Linked DNA regions of Lactuca sativa: region 1 is linked to region 2. Evidence: chromatin contacts called from public Hi-C data. All regions are on one chromosome and are shown on one strand. The core of a region is the stretch at or near the end of the contact, and the rest is flanking DNA. Distances in the headings are between cores, read along the strand shown.

Region 1 (3,217 bases), core at 267-2,766, 200 kb after region 2:
GTTCACACCGGATTGTTAATAACTAAAAAGATTTTCCACAGTAAGTATTTTATCTTTGATGCGTGCCATTAACATATATATATATATATATATATATATATATATATATATATATATATATATATATATATATATATATATATATATATATATATATATAATCGGGGCGGGTCGGGGCGGGGCGAGGATAACCCACTCCCTGCCCCGAACCCGATAACGACCCGTTACCCGACCCGAAATAATCGGGTTTCCCCATCGGATTCGGGTTTTTTTGCCATCCCTAACCTAGATTCAATTCCCTGCAGTTGTATGTTTTTTTTTTTACCATATAAGTGATCCTTTTTTTTTTTTCTTTCTAATATGTGTAATCCGAGTTCAAAGTTTATTTCCTTGCAATTCAGTCAATTATCGTAGGGTTCAACTATCCTTTTTTTTCAATTGCTTTCTTTTTTCCTTTTTTTATTACTTAGCTTTCTTTTATAATGTATATTAAAGTTATATCCAATAAACAATCAAAAAAATAATAACACATATTAGGCCGAATGATTTATATGTTTGATTTTATTAAAATGTTATGTAATAGTATTGATTTTGAAGTTTTTCTAATTATTTTATTTAAAATTCATTTGAAGTCATTTACATATAATTTTATATAATAACAATATTTTTATAATAAATTACTGAATATTTTTATTTAGGATCCGTAGTTTGTCTATCACCAAGATCCTTCGGAAAAAAAATTAACTTAGATTTAATTATTATATAAATTTTGGTAATTTAAAGGGTTTTTTTCCCGAGAAATCAAATATCTTAGGACCGACTTGTCAACTCATTAACTTTTTAACAAATAAATCCTTATTCTAATAAATAAATAATTTTAATCTTCTTTTTGGTAAGTATCACTTTAATATAACTTCTTATTAATATTATGTTATGTGTCATGTAGATATATATTAGGTAATTCATTTCACAATTCAAATTTATATTTTCTAATTATATGTTAAATTTTAAGTTATAATAACTTTAAAAATTTGATATATCTCTTAATTAATAATTTATTTAAAATAATAAATTAATTATAAATTTTATTATGAAAATTTACATTTTATAACCCATAGTTCTAACGAGGTAGGGATGAGCATATGGACCGGGGAACCGGCCGGAACCGGAACCGGAACTCGATGGAACCGGTCGAGCCGGGACCGAGACGTTATTTTTGTGGATTTTTGAAACCGGGAACCGGAACCGATATAACCAAAACGGCAAAAACCGGAACCGTATGATACTATTTCGGTAGGAACCGGGAACCGGTAGAACCGCCAAGCCGGTTCGGTTCTTGCTTTTGGCCGAAACCGGTTTCCGGTTCCGGTCCGGTTCGGGCTGATTCGGTCCTTTTGTTCATCCCTATAACGAGGTATAAACTATTAAATAAATAAAATAATAGGACTCATAATATATAACCTTTCATCATAATATATTAAATAAATAAAATAATAAAAGCACGTCCAACTGTATCAGGTATCTAAACTTCCATCAGATCACCTCCGTGGGTCCAATAATACATTCCGTGGATCTCTCGAACTCTTTATGTAGATCGGCATCTAAATCCAAACCCAATCGATTTCTTCTCCTCTAATGGTTATATAACTTCCATATAATCGATCTGATCATCATTCATCACTCATCACTGCAATCGTTACCAATGGCGGACCAGAAACCACAGCTCTTTGAACTAAACAATGGAACAATGAAGGTTATGGTGTCTAATTATGGTTGCATCATCACCTCCTTGTTCGTTCCTGATAAAGACGGTATCATTCTCTTCTCTCTTATCCCCTCTTTCTTCTCGTTTCTCGTTCGAAACTCTTTAATCGCTGATGATGTTTCGGATTTTGATTTTTAACAGGAAAATTGGGTGATGTTGTTCTTGGATTTGACACTCTCGAACCCTACCTGGTGAGTTCCTTTACAATTCACTGCGAAAGCAACACGATCATCTTGTTGATCCGAAGTTTCCCCAAAATTAGGGTTTAACTAAATACGCAGTCCGTATGAGGATAATGCAAATTTTGAGATAAAAGAAGAAAACTGTAGGATTTGGGAAAGATCGATAGCTACATTTAGGGTTATAATTGTGATACGAATTGGAATAATGTTGTTTCTATCAATTCGATCTTAAAGGTTCTTAATTTGAACCCATTATGCGTATAGTAATCGATTTTGAAATTGATTTCATATACATTATATACCCTAAATTTGTGGTTTATTTTTTGATCTATCAGAATGGTTCTGCACCCTACTTTGGTTGCATTGTTGGGAGAGTTGCAAACAGGATTAAAGAGGGGAAGTTCACACTCAATGGGACTGAATATTCTCTTCCAATTAACAATGGTCCAAACAGTCTCCATGGTATGTAGTAATTTCTGAATTTTTCATCAATGTATATGGTTGTCAATTAGGGTCAATTACCAATTTTCTTTATAGTGTTATTTAGTTTTCATTCTGTTTTCCTATTTCTTGCTCTAAGGTGGGCTTAAAGGATTTGACAAGGTTGTTTGGGAAGTCGTTGAGCATAAACAGGGAGACAATCCATCAATAACCTTTAAATACCATGCTCGTGATGGGGAAGAAGGTAATTTGGTATGATGGAATCAGAAAAGGAATGGAATGGTTGATTCCATGGAAATGGATTTTGTATTTATGCTCTTCAAAACATAATTTTCCTTTAATAAATTCAAAATCTTGTTTGGAATCAGGTTACCCAGGAGACCTTTCCGTGAAAGCAACCTACACCCTGACATCAAAAACAACATTATCTCTCACCATGGAAGCCACACCGGAAAACAAACCAACTCCGGTCAACCTCGCCCAACACACCTACTTCAACCTCGCCGGCCACAACTCCGGCACCACCATCCTCAACCACACCGCCCAAATCTTCGCAAACCACATCACTCCGGTCGACGAAACCCTAATCCCAACCGGCGAAATCAAACCTGTGGCCCAAACCCCGTTCGATTTCACTACAGAGAAGAGAATCGGGACTTCGATTAATGAAATCGGATTAGGGTATGACCATAATTATGTTCTCGATAGTGGGGAAGAGAAATTAGGGTTGAAACGCGCTGTGAAATTGAAGGATCCGGTGAGTTCTAGGGTTTTGAATTTGTGGACGGATGCTCCTGGAATGCAATTTTATACGGGGAATTATGTGAGT
Region 2 (3,460 bases), core at 368-2,867:
TAAATTTTTTAAAATCCCAAAAGAATTACATCAAATTTGGCTACATAGACATTGAAGTAGTAGTAGCATATGAACACTAGTCAACTATATATCTCACCATAAAGCTCTATAACTAGAATCAATCCATTACATTAAGTCAATAGAATGAGATTGTGTATACAACTTTTCTTCGGTGTCTTTGCTCAAATGTAGATATAACATCATCAATCACATCTTCCCAACGATCAGTCGCTTCAAGCTACATGCAACAAATAGCAACATAATACTTTCATTCATTAGTTTATTCTGGTAATTGACTAAAAATAAAGAAAGTGGGCTAAATGCAAGAAAAAAAGAGATGACACAAACCTCTTGACACAATGTTAAAGTTTGCCTAGCACCAATTGAAGCCTCTTCATGATTATCTTTTACTTCCAAGTTTATCACCAAAACAGGTTTCAGAAGAATATGATCACGAGTATGAAGATCTACACATAATTATCAAAACCATAATTACAGTTTATAAAAATAAATAAAAACTGGAAACTATAAGATGTAAAGATGACCAAACTAACCTTCAGCAACCATATCAAAAACTTTTTCCTCAAATGTGAATACAACATCAAATTGTCCATCTGCTATGTTTTCTTGCCACCTCTGAGGTGCAGTTTTCACTCCCAAGTTCCTCTTCAGCATTGGGAGTATGCCATTACGCTTATAGCTATGTAATAATTAAGAAATGGCAACTGAAGTGGAACTTTCATTTCAACATAAATTCATGCATAAACAGAAATACAGAATGAGGATTGAGGATACAGTTCAGGGTCTTTGCGTCTGAGTTCTTCATACATCTGTTTGTAAGGGGTGCCAAATTCATAGACATTTGGTTCTCGTAAAGAAGGGCCTGGGAGTTTGACGTGAGTGCCTGTTCCATATGAAGAAACATCAAAGCCTTCCCTTTTGAGTATGAAGTGAGCCTCCATGCTTCGATTCTGATTTGAAGAGCATACCATGGCATATCGGAGTCTCATTGTTGATGACAACCTTTCCTAAGAATCTTCAATGAGTCTTTTGAGGATGAAAGTGATGATTCCTAATGAAATTGGCAAAACGAAACATAAGTAATCGATTCTGGGAACCTACCTATCCAGGTAATACTGAAGAAATTGAACTGAAAAACTGAACCCTAAACATTAATGATTTTTATCGTAGCAAGTGAATTTGTAATTGGGAGGGATTTCTAGCCTTAATAAACACAAATATCGTAAAATTAGGTAACCACATGAGCCAAAAGTCGCTATGCTACAAGCAAATCCAAGTTCGACGTATGATATTATTCATAATCTCGATACAATCAAACCGTGAATCAAGCGCTACTAGTAACAGGTGATTTGTGCTTAGAATTACCTGTGAGTATCGCTGCCGGAGCAAAGTGGGAAAGGGAGAAGTGAGCGGAGTGGAGGCGGCGGCGATCGGAGGAGGATGAAGGCGTAGGAGAATTCGTAAACAGAGTACGCTTCAAAAGCTCCACCCGATCTGGTGGATCCCAAACCCGAACAAGAACTAGGGCCTGAGAAACGGGTCCGGACCATAAACAGGTTCTTGATTTCAACTTGTATAAAATGGGGATGATTTCAGACAAAATTGCAAAAATCCCATTGGTACTAAGCGTTTTTCTAGGGTCATTTTTCTGGTGTATTAGTCGAAACTATGATTTTTTTTGGATTCGTGGTTCTTTTGAACTAGTTTGTATGTGAAAATAGTCGCTCCGAAAATTGAAATGACTATAATACCCTTGGGATAGTATTTTTCATTTATCTTTGATTTTTTTAAATTTTAATATTTATTTATTTATTTTAACAATTAAAAAATAATTTCTCTCTCTCTCTCTCTCCCTCTCTCTCATTTTACATATTCTCAATCGCTCTCTCATATCCCTCGCCACCGTTGTTTGTCAAAGAAATCAATTTCCGGTGAGTTTCAGGCGGCTTTGATCGGTTTAAGAACACTCAAAAGTGAGTTAGTGGCGATTTCCTGGTTCATATGATAAACAAACACATTTTACCTATACCATTTACAAGAAACCCATTTGTAAAATGGCTACAAGAAGAAGAACTGATCCTAAGTCAAATCGCTCTCAAAGAAACCTATATAAATGTTGTTCAAAAGGAAACCACTCACATCTACTGTTTCATCTTCCTGTTTCACTTGATTTCATTAATGCTTCTCTTCAGCAGGTCACTTCCGTCTTCATCTGGATCCTGCAACCAATCATGGATCCATTCTCTATGTCTGCTCCTCTGTTCGGGAGAGGAACGAGCAGTCTAAGTCGCGAGAAGGGGTGGTCGATTTCCGGCAGCCTTAAACTTCGATTTGGCCAATGTTAGGGCCGATCCAACGTCTGAGGGTAGAAGAAACTCACACATGAGTGTTTGGATTGTTGTTTTAATCGACAACAATAATGGAGGAAGGAGGGAGGTTGCAATCGGTTGCTTCATCAACGAGGGTGGCTCCGACAGCTCTCGGTTGTCACTTTACCATCCGTTGGTAAACACGAAGAAGGAGAAAATGAAGGCAATGATGGTGAGGGGTTGTTTCCAGCAACCTCTTCATTGATCTGGGAGAAAAAATACACAGGAGAGGGGAAGGGATTCCGATCTCCGGCGAGCCTTTCTTGGTTCTTTTTTGTAACGTTCGTAGATCTTGCTAGTCAATTTAGAGACGATAAGCATCAAAACTGACTTTTTGATAGAATATTATTTAGAATGAATAATCTTAACTAAGTTGTAGTGGCCGTGACAAGGATTCCAGATATATAAAGAATGCAGAAATTCGAGTTATAACGAAGAAGTTATGACCTGTCGAAGTTTCGCGACAGAACCGATACGACACAACACGACGTAAATAGTGAATTTACGATAGAGCGATAATTAACCTTAGTATTCTAAACGAAATTCATAGAATACATTAAACCGAGAGTGTGCATAAAAAGAACGTCCAAATCTGACTTCGTATGAGGAAGTTATGATTTTTCTAAGTTTCAGCTTAGCGATATGCAGCCCAAAGTTTGAATATGAGATCGAGTGGTTTCTAGCCGAAATAATCTAAACGAGAATCGAAGATCTCGTCGATAGTAGTGCAACGAAAGAAAGACAGACAAAAACGGACGTTAGATGAAGAAGTTATGAATTTTTAACGGAGTTTTCCTGTCTCGACCTACTAAAAATAATATAATAAAAATAAAGTCAAAATTAGCCGACGGAGTCTAAACGAGAGTTGTAGATCATAGTCTCACCTACGCGTGGATATAAAGAACGTCGAAAACGGAGATCGTATGCGAAAGTTATGAAGTTTTGAAGTTCGAGGCACGCATCCCAAAGAGGGAACGCCCCGCGTTCAATTGGGGAACGCCCTGCGTTCAATATGTCACACCCCAAAACTGGAACGACGAAAACGTTTAGGGGTGGAGGACGTCATGTTT

The links. A called contact is a pair of places that touch in the nucleus more often than the background predicts.
Region 1: a Hi-C map of leaf shows a contact between it and region 2, with 7 times the contacts expected there. The contact joins the promoter of LOC111882661 here to the promoter of LOC111882669 in region 2. A contact is called at or near these places in 2 of 4 Hi-C or Micro-C datasets (leaf and seed).

What each region holds. Positions count from the first base shown.
Region 1 is chr2:34,175,279-34,178,495 of Lsat_Salinas_v11, forward strand. LOC111882661 reads left to right here and starts at 1,517. Exons shown (of 5, transcript XM_023879034.3): 1 at 1,517-1,811; 2 at 1,907-1,956; 3 at 2,283-2,409; 4 at 2,528-2,632; 5 at 2,757-3,217. The coding sequence starts at 1,703.
Region 2 is chr2:33,974,745-33,978,204 of Lsat_Salinas_v11, forward strand. It overlaps LOC111882669, which reads right to left and starts at 1,618. Exons shown (of 5, transcript XM_023879041.2): 1 at 1,387-1,618; 2 at 796-1,072; 3 at 555-700; 4 at 349-467; 5 at 1-238. The coding sequence starts at 1,010. The coding sequence ends at 137.